Regions from separate parts of the Gossypium hirsutum genome. Here region 1 is linked to region 2. The links are chromatin contacts, called in public Hi-C maps. All regions are on one chromosome and are shown on one strand. Each heading gives the region's core, a stretch centred on a gene start, on an enhancer-like site or on the middle of the called end of the contact. The rest is flanking DNA. Distances are from core to core; before and after follow the strand shown. Region 1 holds the start of LOC121221046 (putative GEM-like protein 8). Region 2 has its middle 30 kb from the start of LOC107886881.

Region 1 (7,533 bases), core at 1,691-4,190, 130 kb after region 2:
AAATATTTACATAAAATATTATGAAAACAATAATGTATATAGAATGGAGCTAATTTTATCAAAAAAAAGAAAAATATATATATTGTATAATAATATATAAAAAGTATTTTAACTATATACTATACGAGAATTTAAAATGATACTACATAAAATAGAATTTTAAAATAATACTTTACAATTTGAACAAATAAAAAATAAGGTAAAATTATTAAAGCAGCCCAAAATGTATGTTTAAATAATTTTTTTTTTAAAAAAAGTTGAATGTTAAATAAATTAAAGGAGTAATGAATTATACATGTTGAAATGGAAATAAGCTCAATTGAAATAAAACTAAACTAAATGGGACAATGAATAAGTAAAATAAGCCATTAAAACCAAAATCAGGACCCAAATGTAGCGCGCGTAAATTTGCAAGGACCGAAAAAGAAAATAAACCATGCCCCAAAACAATTCCTTTCAGCGCGGACTGAAATGAATGGACGCGCAAATTCCTGGGACAATTTAAAAGAACAGAAAATATAAACAAGCTTCAATTACAAGCCAGCGCAAGAGGGAAGGGACCAAACGCGAAATTAACCATTTAAAGAAATTGGGCGCACAGACCAAGTCAAAAGGGTGTCTGTTCCTTCCCCCAATGCTAGTCCCTTTTATTGCTTTAATTTAAAGCCTATTTCAAAACTTTTTGCTTAAAAACATTTCAATTCTTGTTTGTTTTTTCTTTAAAAAAAAACTTTTGAGATACTCTCAACTCACGCCTCCTCTTCTACCCTTTTTAGCCGGCACCGATCCCGTCAAAGATCTGTCGCGCCATGGCCACTGATGAAGGCCCGATTCCGGCGACAGGCTCACGATAACAGGTACTTCCCTTCCCTTACTTCTTGAATTTCATATATAAAAAGAATGAAATAAAAAAAACCGAAAGAAAATCAAAGATAGAAAAATAATCACCTTCAAAAGATCTTGTTTGAATCAATTTTGTTTGCATGCTTTTTCGTACTCAATCCGTATTCAATTTCTCTAAAAAAAAAAGAGTTAAAAAAACCATTTACAATCAAAATTTAGAGGCTTTATACCCCAAAACAAGCGGTTTTTGGCCATTTTGCTCATGCTGCAGGTCGTGAAGACATGGGGGCGGAGAACACCGATGTGGGGTGAGCAATGCGCGAGTCGGGGGTCTTGCGTGGTGCATGGAGGCTGTTGGTGGCCATTGCTACGGAGCGAAATAGATGGAAACCCTAGAGTTTTCGAATTTGGGCCTAGTGTTGTTGGGCCATTTGTAACTTGGCTTGTATTTTGGGCTGTTTTATGTAATTGGGTATTTGGGCTTATTTGTAAATGGACTCATTTGATGATCTGTTTTAATTTTGGTTTTTTGTATGTGTAATCCGGGCCAAAATTGGGTCTTACACTTGCTCCCTACCAACTCTTCCATTACCATCCCTAATTGCGTACCTCTTACCACAAGCATTGCAATTACTTGATCGAAATTAACCATTTTTAAGTGGATAAATTCTGCTATTAATCCATTTATTATTTGTAAGTTAGAGAAATTAACCATTTTTAAATGGATAAATTCTGCTAAAATTGCTGTCCTAATCATAAATCTGCCACATTTACAGTTGCCAATTGCACAATTACCTGCATAGATACCTGCAAATTCTCTCCCAATGGCTTATTTAAAGACTAAACACATTACTGACACAACGTACTCGTAAATAAAACGTATCTTAATAAGGTTACAATGGACAGTTCCAATTTAGTAAAAATTGGCATAAAATAGAATTTAAATTTGATCTTTAATTAAGGATGGTGTATAATGTATATTCAATCTAGAACAACAATTTGTTTTTACAATTGTAACAGTGATTTACTGATTACTCATCCGCGTTTCATCTCATGAAACATTTGTTAAGCCACCTAGAAAGTGTCAACATCATACAGTCTCTGTGAGAGTACCTGCTGCAGACATTTGAAAGCTTTGTGATAATTCAAGAACCCCATGAACCAGATATCGAAACCATCCACTGTCACAATTTCCATGTACTTTTGCCATGGTTTCTTCATGTTTTCACTCTGGTTCACCCCCTTTATTTTCTCAACTGGAACCACAACCTTGTAATGGACTCTCAGAAATTCTCCATTTGCAGAAGGTACTTTGATTGATCTATCACTGCAAAAGGCAACCTTTTCAGATGAGATGAAAAGTAGGCCAGCAATAGGGCCTGCTGTTGTTGATAAATAGCATTGGCAAGCCTTCAACAGCTTCTCCCCTTCTTTGAAACTAAACAATTGCTTGAAAATCTTCTCTAACCCTCCTACTTGAAGAATCCTTGCCCCTAAACTCAGCTTTCCCTTCACTGTTTCACTGATCTTTGGCCCCAGTCTCACTGTAGTTTCAAAAATGAAAACTTTAGCTTTCATTTCACTTTAATCTTAAGAGACATCAATATAACTGATAGCTTAAGAGTGTTCATACCATGCTCTCGGACTCCATGGGCGAACATATCGGCTTTCTTCCCTAGCAAGTTCATCCTTTTGAGTACAAAGTTTCCTTTGCCTGCAATTACAAACAGTTTCTCATTAGAAAAAAGAAACAACTTTAACATGAAATTCCCATAATCCACAATTAGTGAAGATTGAAAGGGAGACCTACTTTTTGTACACCCTTGTGATGAAACGTGGTATTGGCCAGCAGCATCAGGTAAGTATTGCCTTGATGTTCTTCTCTCAACTCTATAAGTTGCTGCTTTGATTGGTACTCCAATAACTTGTTTAAGCATCTGGTTCTTCATTTTTTTTTCTTTTTTTTTTGATGAATGAAATGGAATTGAATGCCAACGAGCTGTTGAATGTTTCTTGAGGTTGTGATGAATCATGATTTTTGGGAAATGATGTGTATTTAAAGGGGGGTGTAGAAGTGGAAGTTGAATCTAACTTTTTTGGTGCATGAGTCACCAATAGCTCATCAATTCCAAAAGTTAGAATCTGAAAGCAAAAAAGGAAGTTAGATTATAAGAAGATTTGGTTCCTTTAAGAAAAAGAAAAGATTCTTATTAATGATGTCCTCCAAGATGTTCAATAGACCAAACTCTAATACGAATATCCTTTTTAAGTATAAATAAATAGAAAACAACCATGGGAAGAAAAATATAATTATAAATGGAAAAGGCATAGTCCTTGAAAATGGGCAGTGCAGTAAAAAAATATAAAACAATACCCTGTGTAGTTGAGACAACCTTTTAATATAACTTTTTTTTTTCTCTTTTACCGACTCTGAGAAGATGTGGTTTTGCTACTTTCTGAGTTGGCATTGTAGCTTTCTGATGTCTGCCGCTCCTTACTGGTCAAGAAAGAAAAGCAATGAAAGGTTCACATCAACCAGCACAAATTGCATATTAAGGGATACGATAACATGCATCTTGCACGATAATGCAGTGACATCCATGAGCATGTGAGATCAACTGTGATGCTGAACAGCATCTTTGTTTATTGGACATTTTAAAGAGCTCTGAGTAGTAGCTCTCTCCAAAGTTGTTGGGTATTATTTTAAGTTGGATTTCTTTGTTTAAGAAATGATATATGTTGGTATTTCATATTATTTTCACAATACGTTTTGTTGCTAACAATTTGGTGAGCAATGATTTATTTGCTTTGCACTTTGTAGCTCTCTATGTTTAGCACAGGTGAAGTATGGTAAAGTGCTGGATTTATAAATAGCTCAAAAATAGTTTAAAATTTCCAAATTCATTATGTACTTTCACATGGTGCAGGATTTATCCATACAATCTCTTTTCCTTTTTCACAGTTAATCCCTTTAAGGACAGGAATTATGGCTACAATCTTCATTTTCCTCTGTCAGTCAAGGGATCTTTAAAACCTCGGGAGCTTCTATTCTATAAGTGATGAAAAGGGGAAGAAAGTGGGGCTTCTATAAAGAACTATGGACTCCAATGGTCAAACAAAAGAAGCAAACACACCAAGTTAGTGTTCATATGCTCATCTGGAATGCATTAATTCTTTTTAAACATTCTTTAATTTGTAATACTGAGGTGGAAATGAATGGGGAGTAGGCCATGTAATATAAAGATTTAGACTCACATCACCTGCTTTTTTCCAATGCCCAAATCAACAATCAAGACTATGATATTGTGAAGCATTTGCTTAACATAAAAGCAAGCAACACAAGAATGGAGGGAGTTCAAGGCTGGTCTTTAGTCAACCTTTTTCCAAGGAAAACATATCATAGGAGCATCCCATAATTGGCATGATGTAAGACTGCCACCTCAGGAGCATTCCCTAAATGAATTCGAAAAAGTTGATAATAGGGCCCGAATAAAGGAAGGGTTGGCTGGCTTTCACAAGTGCTGGCAACACGGAAAATTAATAGTTGTTAAGATTCATTATGGTTTTTCAGCCTCAGAACCAATTATAAGCAAAAAATAATTACCTGTTTTAGTAACTGCAATATTGTTGAAGTTGTTTACTGTCTCACCCTTAAATCGGGTCTCTAACTTGATAGAAATTAACTGTTGTAAAAGGTTCAATTCTACTATTAATTCATGTATTATATCTAGGTTTTTGATTCATTTGTGCACAATATATTTGATTAATTTTAGTGTCTATACTTATTTTTCTAAATAATGTGGGATATGGATTCTTATATAAACTCATAATCTCTTTGCCTTTTATACCCAAGTGATGTGAGATTCATTCCCTTGCTAACAGATTACTTTGTTCCTTCTCACAAAAATGAAACTTTTTACAACATAAACATTAACAAAATTTATTGTGTAGTAAATTGGTGTTGATATTTAAAAAATTATATATTCTAGATGCAATGCAAGATTCAACTTGCATCTAGTTTTTGTGTAACTTGTCATATATGTATAAATATTTTATATTGAAAAACTTTCAACTTTTTTAATGCATATCTCTAAGAATTTTAATTAGTAGTAATTTTATTCTTAGAAGACTTTCAATGGGATCAAGCTTCCTTAATTAAAGAGATTTGGTTCCTTAGAAGATTATTATTTGGTTCCTTAGAAGATTATTACTAGAAATTTCTATTCTTTTATTCCATATTAAAGACCTGATCTAATTAATTTCAAGGAGATTGAGAACACTAACATGTTCATTCTAAAGAATTTATTTTAGTGCGTAATTGTTTTGTACAAAATATTCTCATTGTCTAGTTTATAACTAATCTTTCAAGCGAAAAGATTTAGTTGTGAGAGTGATCTAGTTAATATATAGGGGTGGGATTGCAAGTTAATGAGTGAGTTGAACTTAAATCACATCATGTACTATAAATTGACAGTGGATTACTTTCTTGATAAGACTGCACAAATATAAGAAGTTTCTAAATTGTGTAACTAATTTCTATTGCCATCTCAATTTTTTCCTGATTTAGTTAGTAAATCCAATTGCAACTAAACATACAACTAGAAGACAAAATGACGAACTCTCACAATATTAATCAATTGTACATTCCTCAAACTACTATCGTAGTAAAATGAATTGTGACATTCATTGATTCAATCGAATGAATATATATATATAATTAATCATACAATTATTAATAAAATTGAATCAATCTATTTACAAATGAAATGACTTGGTGGTGTACAAGTAATTTTACGAGAATTGATCAACGTACATGCTTCTAATTACTGCCATATCGAATGAATTATGAAAATAATCGTACTATCATTGATTCAATTGAATCCATCTAGAATGACATTGTGGTGTTTCCAAGCACAGTTCTTGATCAGTACATTGTATCAACACTCTTATCCTCATTCTTGTCTTCCATATCCCAATTTGGAGTGGAACTACGCATTGCCTTGTAAGTGCATTAACACATTTCTCCATTTATTTTTAAGGAGTTGAAGAATATCTGCAAATCATATTATCAGCTGCTACATGAAACCTTTCCCACAAATGCAGCAGAAATCGCACAAATCATATTATCTCCTTTTATTCTCAACTCTCAAACCCACCCACCTATGAAAAAACAGCACAAACTGCAGCAGAAATCTACCTTGAATTATACGCTGATCTTAATAGCAAAATATGTAAAGGGTTATTTTTACAGCTTTTGCCATACAATTTCTAAGCGTTGACTAGTTCTAGTGATAAAGGTTGCAACAGAGAAGGCACGAAAAAATAGTTGCCAAAATGCTGTCCTATTCATAAATCTGCCACATTTACACTTGCGTACATAGATACATGTTAATTCTCTCCCTATGGCTTATTAAATTTGTGCTTGCAAATAGGCATATCTTATTCATGCTACACTGGACAATTGTAGTATAAGCTAGACATGTTCCAAAACATATTCGTGCCAGATATAAAGAATCTCAGTAAAAAGAGAGTAAAAATCAACATAAAATTGAATTTAATTTTGATCCTTAATTAAGGATCGTATATTCAATCTACAACAACCATTTTTACAATTTTTACAATTTTAACAGTGATTTACTAATTACTGCTCCACTTTTCATCAACAAAACAATCTCATGAAACATGTGTTAAGCCACCTAGAAAGTGTCAACATCATCCAGTCTCTGTGAGATTGCCTGCTGCAGACATTTGAAAGCTTTCTGATAATTCAAGAACCCCATGAACCAGATATCGAAACCATCCACTGTCACAATTTCCATGTACTTTTGACATGGTTTCTTCATGTTCTCACTCTGGTTCACCCCCTTTATTTTCTCAACTGGAACCACAACCTTGTAATGGACTCTCAGAAATTCTCCATTTGCAGAAGGTACTTTGATTGATCTATCACTGCAAAAGGCAACCTTTTCAGATGAGATGAAAAGTAGGCCAGCAATAGGGCCTGCTGTTGTTGATAAATAGCATTGGCAAGCCTTCAACAGCTTCTCCCCTTCTTTGAAACTAAACAATTGCTTGAAAATCTTCTCTAACCCTCCTACTTGAAGAATCCTTGCCCCTAAACTCAGCTTTCCCTTCACTGTTTCACTGATCTTTGGCCCCAGTCTCACTGTAGTTTCAAAAATGAAAACTTTAGCTTTCATTTCACTTTAATCTTAAGAGACATCAATATAACTGATAGCTTAAGAGTGTTCATACCATGCTCTCGGTCTCCATGGGCGAACATATCGGCTTTCTTCCCTAGCAAGTTCATCCTTTTGAGTACAAAGTTTCCTTTGCCTGCAATTACAAACAGTTTCTCATTAGAAAAAAGAAACAACTTTAACATGAAATTCCCATAATCCACAATTAGTGAAGATTGAAAGGGAGACCTACTTTTTGTACACCCTTGTGATGAAACGTGGTATTGGCCAGCAGCATCAGGTATGTATTGCCTTGATGTTCTTCTCTCAACTCTATAAGTTGCTGCTTTGATTGGTACTCCAATAACTTGTTTAAGCATCTGGTTCTTCATTTTTTTTTCTTTTTTTTGATGAATGAAATGGAATTGAATGCCAACGAGCTGTTGAATGTTTCTTGAGGTTGTGATGAATCATGATTTTTGGGAAATGATGTGTATTTAAAGGGGGGTGT
Region 2 (6,993 bases), core at 118-2,617:
ACTGAATTGGTTTGATTTATAAAACGAAATATTACACGTTTAATATATACTAAAAAAGAAAGTGAATATTTGGTATTTATTTTATTCCAAAAATATTTTTAAAAATTTTATATTTTTTTAAATTTTTTTTATATAAAACACTTATCAACCCTTAATTTTATTTATGGAGTTTAAAAAGTACACCACCATTAGTGTACTAAATAATTTTCCTAATAGAAATTTGTACAATACATATATGCTAGAAGTTTTATCACATGTGTATGCATGTGGAAATTACATATTTAAAAAAATTTGTGTTTAAAATAACATACAATAAATAATGAAATGTATAGTTGAAACTAATAAAGTGTGCATAATAAAATTAAATGTATAAATAAATCAAAATAAAGCCTTGATTGAGTGATAAATTTAAGGTTTTCCTAATGTAATTACTATGAGTTTAAGTCTCACTATATGTATATTTTTATTTTTTAAAATTAAAATATTAAAATACCCTTGAATAATATAACTTATTTTAAATATGGAGTGATATTTTAATAATTTTTATAATCTAGTTGGTGTCCAATAGACTCATGACACTAACTCAATTAGGGATTTTATTAATAGTAAGTAATTACAGATGTACAATTGGTGAAAGATAATAAAGTGTGCATAATAAAATTAAATCTTAGTTAGGTGGTAAATTTAAAGTTTTACCAATGTAATTGGTGTGAGCTCAAATCCAACCATATGAATATTTTTTATTATTTTTAAATTAAAAAGACTAAAATACCCTTAAATAATATGACTTATTTTAAATATAAAAAGACATTTTTTGTAATTTTCTTAACCAAGTTGGTGCTTGGTTGTCTCGTAATACCAACTCAATCAAGGATTTTTTTAATTAGTATAGATATATCATATTTGTTGATTGAGCCTTAGCTCAGTTGGTGTTATTGCTATTGCAGAACTGGAAGGACATGAGGTCGAACACACTCAAACACGTTTTTCATTTATTTAAGAGTTGGAAAGGAATTATGTGTATGGGTTGATGAAGAATATGATGAACACTAACAGGGAGTCAAAAAGGTCAAAATTAATGACATGTCATGCGCACAATCATTCTTTAACATTGGATGATGAAAACAATAAATTATTGTAATGACAGTGATCAAATTATAAATTTATTTTATTTGAATGATTAAAATAAAAACACCCAAAAAATATCAAAAAACTAGAAATTATTACCAAATTGAACCCAAGGCAATAAAAAGGACCATGACAAATAAGCCTGACCCATAACCTTTAATCTAACCCAGTGGGGACCCTTCACTCAACTTTCTGCCATCTTCTCATATGTATACATGCATGAATTAGGTCCCCATATCTATATAATATAGTTTCTTATTCTTAATTCCTTATAGATTAGGTGCCATGTTTTAAAAAGGATACTAGGTGACTGACCACTGACCATCAAGCAAGCAAGCATCACAAAAGCAAAAAATTGCTCAAATGGAAGGCAATTTTGGGCAGTCATTTTCTGATATACCAAATGGGCTGGCTCTTTGGGTTTTTGTCAAGTCAAAAACCCCTTTAATAATTGAGCTACTTTGTCTACAAACCTACTTTCTTTTTTATTATTATTATTCTGTAATTGGAAGTTGGAAACACATGGGACAATGCATGATAGGCATTTCCTTCCTTAGATTTTTCCCCGACTCCTCCCAAAAAAAGCTTGAGAATATATACATGTATGAGCTTGCTTCAATTGCAATAATTTGTTGCCTTAATCCAATCACTACTTAAACCTTGCACCTAATGCCTAGTTGTCATCATCAACAATTGGATTTTTTTTTTCTAGAGGACATAGAAAAAATACCACAAATACAAAAGGAAAAGCATTCAAATCTATTTTATTATTTGAAAATTACTCACTTATTCTTCTATGAAAAATCAACAAACTTCTAAGATTTATTTATTAAGGTTGTGTTTGGATACTAAAGAGTAATTCGAGAAAAGCATTTAGTTAAAAAATTGTAATTACATAATAATTCTCTGTGTCATATTTGGTGATACAAATTATAATTCTTTAGTTACATAATTTAACATTTTTTTTAAATATTAACTATTATAAAAATTATCAATAATACTTTAAAAAAATTCTAAAAAAGTAACAAAAAACAAATCAGTATATATAAAATGTCAATTCAGATGATTACTAATAAAAATAATAAGAAAAATAAACATCATATCTAATTTTATTTAATTGCTCTCCCTCTATAACATTTAACATATAGCCATTATCATCATATTTTGGTTCTTGACCAATTTGTTCATCCTATGAATCATAATATGAATATATATCATTCAAATTATTAGGATCTTCTTCTTCAATTTACTCTTTAAAATATTGATCATTCCAATTCCACCTACGAATAAAGTTACAAAGTAAGCAACATACCAGCATCATTTAACGTTGGTTTTTAGATTATATTGAGGTGTAATGTTAATATGGGAACTTTTTTTTGAATAAAAATATCTTATCAACCATATTTCGTAACTTTGAATACCATAATTTAAAGAGTTCGCAATTTGCCTTTAATTTTTGTATTTGGCTACATTCTCTCAAATGATATTGTATCCCACGATGTGGTACAAGAAAATTTTTTGAATTGCATAACTAGCATCACTACATAATATTTTCATACAAAAATAGTATGTAACAATTTGAATAATTTACAAGAAAAATAAAATTAAATAACAACAAGGTGATGATGATAATATTAATGGATTACTAGATCCAATTTTTAATCTATTTCGAGATCTCTCCCAAACCATATTTTTTTATAGCACTCTAGAAATTGAGATGCAAACCAACTAATTTGAAATTAACTTATATTAGGGTCCAACAGCAACTCAATTTTATAACTATTTTGATAATATTTTGATTACTATTATTCCACACAAATTAAATCACAATTAATATAAATTTTATAAATATTGGTTTATAAAGTGCTAGATAGTTTTTATAACACTTATTTTAAGATGTTGAAATACATGCCAAACAATAATATAGAATTTATAATATGATTTTTATAAACCTAATTTGTTATTAAGTCAAAATTTGCTTGGAATGCTTGGACTTGATATGTCCAATAACAAAGCATTTTTATCTAATAATAAATATATAATTATATTTTAAATAAATAATTTATATATCCTAGAATTAAAATATTTTATTATTTTTGTATAAAAAATAACTTTTATAAACTTGAATAAAAATAATTTATTAAACTTAAATCATTTATATATGTTTGAAAAGTCATAGGACAATTGGTAATTGCTTGTAATTACCCGTGTAATTACCTCAATTTTCAACCTCTTTCCTAAGAATTGGAAAGTAAATTTGGGTGCTCCAATTACATTCAATTCAAGGGAGGACCCATCAATTACAATGGCTACTCGAACATGTTACACCTTAATAATTACAAACAATCACATCCAAATTTAATTATTGGGATACTTTCTAAACACTACCTAAATCAATATTAAATAAAATGAAAACTTTACCATTTATAAATTACTTATTATTTTATTTATTTTTGTTATCATCGATCTTTATATTCAATATTTTTAATTAAAATTAATAAAACTCGAATTAGTTATAAAATATTTTAATTATTATAAATTACATTTTATTCTAATATAATCATACTAGATTATGACACACCCACGATGTGGGTGAAAAAATTATGTAATAAATTTATAAAAAATTGACATGAAAATTAAACATGACTTTAGTTAAAATAGTAAAGTTGAGGGAGTGAATGTCATTGTGCTTTGGGTTCAAATATCATCATATGTATGTATTTTTTTTTTAGATTTTATATAAAAGTAGAAACAAAAAACAAAAATACCTTTAAAATAATATTTGATGCTTTGTAAAAATAATATGTTTATGGTAATTTTACAACTAAGTTGGGACCCCATTGGTCGGTCACTTACTATATTGCTGTTATATAATACTTCACAAACCTAAAATTCGGTCCACCCGGGTGATTTGAATCTCGACCCAATTGAGGAAGGGATGTCATCTAGCTCGCCACTCCGCTTGCTCGCCACCCCGCTTGCTCGCCACCTTCCCTAACTCATTTGTTCTCTAGCTAGCTAATTCGTAGTTCGCCACCTCCCCGTTCTTCAACTAGTCTATTCGCCACTCTCTAGCTCCACCTCTCAGCTTATTGCCCCAGCTCGCCTACTCGTGAGGAGGCCCCTTCAAAGATACCTCTAAGGTTATGTGTCAAAACTAGAGAGGTAACGTGTCGTTGTGCATGTTACCTACACTACACCAGAACAGACTTTTAGCGGCGCTTTTAGCGGCGATTGGACAACAAACGCCGCTAAAAATTAAGCATTAGCGGCGATTTAAAAAAAACGCCGCTAAATATCAGTATTACCGGCGCTTTTACAAAAACGCCGCTAATAATGAGCATTAGCGGTGTTTCTTAAAAAGCGCCGCTAAAAACCTAAACCAAACGACGTCGTTTTTCTTAGTTTTCGAGGCTTTGGTGGCGTTTTTTGAGAAGTGCAAGTAATTCTCAGGGCTTTAGCAGCGTTTCTTAAAAAGCGCCGCAAAAGACCTAAGCCCAACGACATCATTTTCTTAGTTTTCGAGGCTTTGGTGGCGTTTTCGGGAAAGCGCCGCTAATGCTCAATGTTTTAGCGGCATTTTTTAAAAATCGCCACAAAAAACCGAAGCCCAACGACATCGTTTTTCTTAGTTTGGGAGGCTTTAGTGGCGTTTTTGTAAAAGCGCCGCAAAAAGCCTAAGCCCAACGACATCGTTTTCTTAGTTTTCGAGTCTTTGGTTGGGGATTTTGCGGCGTTTTTTAAGAAGCGCCGCTAATGCTCTAGTTTTTAAGAAAATATTAATTAAAATATTTTAAATTATTTAGTAAAAAATAATGACACGTACAAGAAATTTTGAAAGTAAAAATAAATAAAAATATTTATTAAAAACGGGAAAAATGAAGAGATTGTTGTTTAAAATAATTTTAAATTAAGTTTATTGGGTACAGGAATGGTTATTTTTAATTTATATATTAAATAGTTTCTTATATAATCGTAAAAGAGATAGTATTATTTTTAAAATATTGAATTAATTATCATTATAGTTTAGGGTTTATGGTTTAAGGTATAAGATTTAGGGGTTAGGGATTATGTAGGTTTTATGGTTTAAGTGTTTAGGGTCGGAGTTTAGGGTTTAATTAAGGTTTATGCAAATTATGGGTTTAGTGATTATGGTTTACAGTTTAGGGTTTATGAGTTGGGGTTTAAGGTTTACGGGTTGGGGTTGGGGTTTAAGGTTTACGGGTTAGGGTTCAGGGTCTAGGCTAGGTTTAGGGATTATGATTTGGGTTTAGGGTTTAAGGGATTTAAGGGTTATGTGTTTAGGGTTTAGATTGATTAGTGTTATCTAATCAAGCTTTTTTGACCCTTACTTGTAGGGTTCTTAGAATGTCATATGTTCGTGGACGTGTTTGAAACAAGTTTTAGACACGAGTACTTGAAGTAATTAAAATTAAGAGTCAAATGAATAGAATTATATTAAATTAATTTCTATTAACCAATCATGAACTTTTTTCGGATTGTTTTGATCCTTCTAATTTGTTCGATTCTATCGTAACATTATCAGGTCTGTCTTCTTTAATACAAAAAACTACGTATTCTTCATCAAGGGAAACATATATATCCAGCTCCAGTTTTCATATTATTAAAAATTATTTTCATACACAATTATAAAATTTTACAAATTAAATATATAGCGTTGACCAGAATAAATTTAATTGAAAGGAATTTACGAAATAATTAAAACTTTGAAATATAGAAACAAATTTAATTTAAAGGAATTTTGTTTCAATAAAAACGGCAGTGTTCTATAGGATATATTAGTGGCGTTTTGGGTAAAACACCGCAAAATGTGATTTTGTTTCAATAAAAACGTTGTCGTTCTGTAAGATTTCTTACTGGCGTTTTTGGTAAAACGCCGGAAAAGATCATCCTTTAGCGGCGCTATGTCAAAAACGCCGCAAAATGTGATTCTGTTTTAATAAAACGCTGCCGTGGTGTAGGATTTATTAGTGGCGTTTTTTGTAAAACGCCGAAAACGTCAGCCTTTAGCGGCGCTGCGTTGGAAACGCCACAAAATTTCAATGGGTTATAATAAAAACGTTGCCGTTTTGTTGGATTTTGTGTTGACCGAAACGAAATCGTTTTTATGTTTTTAGTGGCGTTTTTGTTAAAACGCCGGAAAAGATCTTGCTTTAGCGGCGCTTATCTTAAAACGCCGCAAGAATGTTATTTTGTGTTTACCAAAACGTGACCGTTTTTTTATGTATTTAGTGGCGTTTTTATTAAAACGCCGCAAAAATGTTATTTTGTGTTTACCAAAACGTGACCGTTTTTTATGTATTTAGTGGCGTTTTTGTTAAAACGCCGCAAAAGATGTTACTTTAGCGGCGCTTCTTTTAAAATGCCACAAAAATGTTATTATGTGTTTACCAAAACGTGACCGTTTTTTTATGTATTTAGTGGCGTTTTTGTTAAAATGCCGCAAAATATGTTACTTTAGCGGCGCTTATCTTAAAACGCCGCAAAAATGTTATTTTGTGTTTACCAAAACGTGACCGTTTTTTATGTATTTAGTGGCGTTTTTGTTAAAACGCCGCAGGTGTTTATTTCTTGTAGCCGAAACGTCGTCGTTCCCTCAAAGGTTTGTTTATTTTACCGAAAACTTCGTCGTTTCTCCGTTTTCCCCCTTATTCTGATTTTCATTTCCCCCTTTCTCCCCAGCAAAGGGTCGATCGATCGTCATTCATTCCCCAGCAGCAAAAACATCCCCCAACGTTTTAGAGTTTGAGAAAATTCCTCCCGGAATCCCGAATTTCATCCCGAAATCAATAGAAATCAGTAGCCCCACTACTTTCCCGAAATCAACAGCCTTGGAATCGCCAT

The links. A called contact is a pair of places that touch in the nucleus more often than the background predicts.
Region 1: a contact with region 2 is called in a Hi-C map of leaf, with 2.0 times the contacts expected there. The contact joins the promoter of LOC121221046 here to the enhancer-like site in region 2. A contact is called at or near these places in 3 of 34 Hi-C or Micro-C datasets (anther and leaf).

What each region holds. Positions count from the first base shown.
Region 1 is chrA03:107,890,944-107,898,476 of Gossypium_hirsutum_v2.1, forward strand. It overlaps LOC121221046 (putative GEM-like protein 8), which reads right to left and starts at 2,941. Exons shown (of 3, transcript XM_041101394.1): 1 at 2,654-2,941; 2 at 2,477-2,557; 3 at 1,756-2,387. The coding sequence starts at 2,876. The coding sequence ends at 1,918. LOC107887771 (GEM-like protein 4) reads right to left here and starts at 7,505. Exons shown (of 3, transcript XM_016811999.2): 1 at 7,276-7,505; 2 at 7,099-7,179; 3 at 6,375-7,009. The coding sequence starts at 7,414. The coding sequence ends at 6,540. It overlaps LOC107886877 (a long non-coding RNA gene), which reads left to right and starts at 321. Exons shown (of 2, transcript XR_001680940.2): 1 at 321-857; 2 at 1,115-1,377.
Region 2 is chrA03:107,762,829-107,769,821 of Gossypium_hirsutum_v2.1, forward strand. No RefSeq gene overlaps it. Among protein-coding and RNA genes, the nearest start is that of LOC107886881, 30 kb to the right of the region's middle. Within about 2 kb of position 1,368, at least 3 of the 9 cell types and tissues checked have an H3K27ac peak or open chromatin away from gene starts, as enhancers often do. A contact at or near this core is called in leaf, where this site is marked.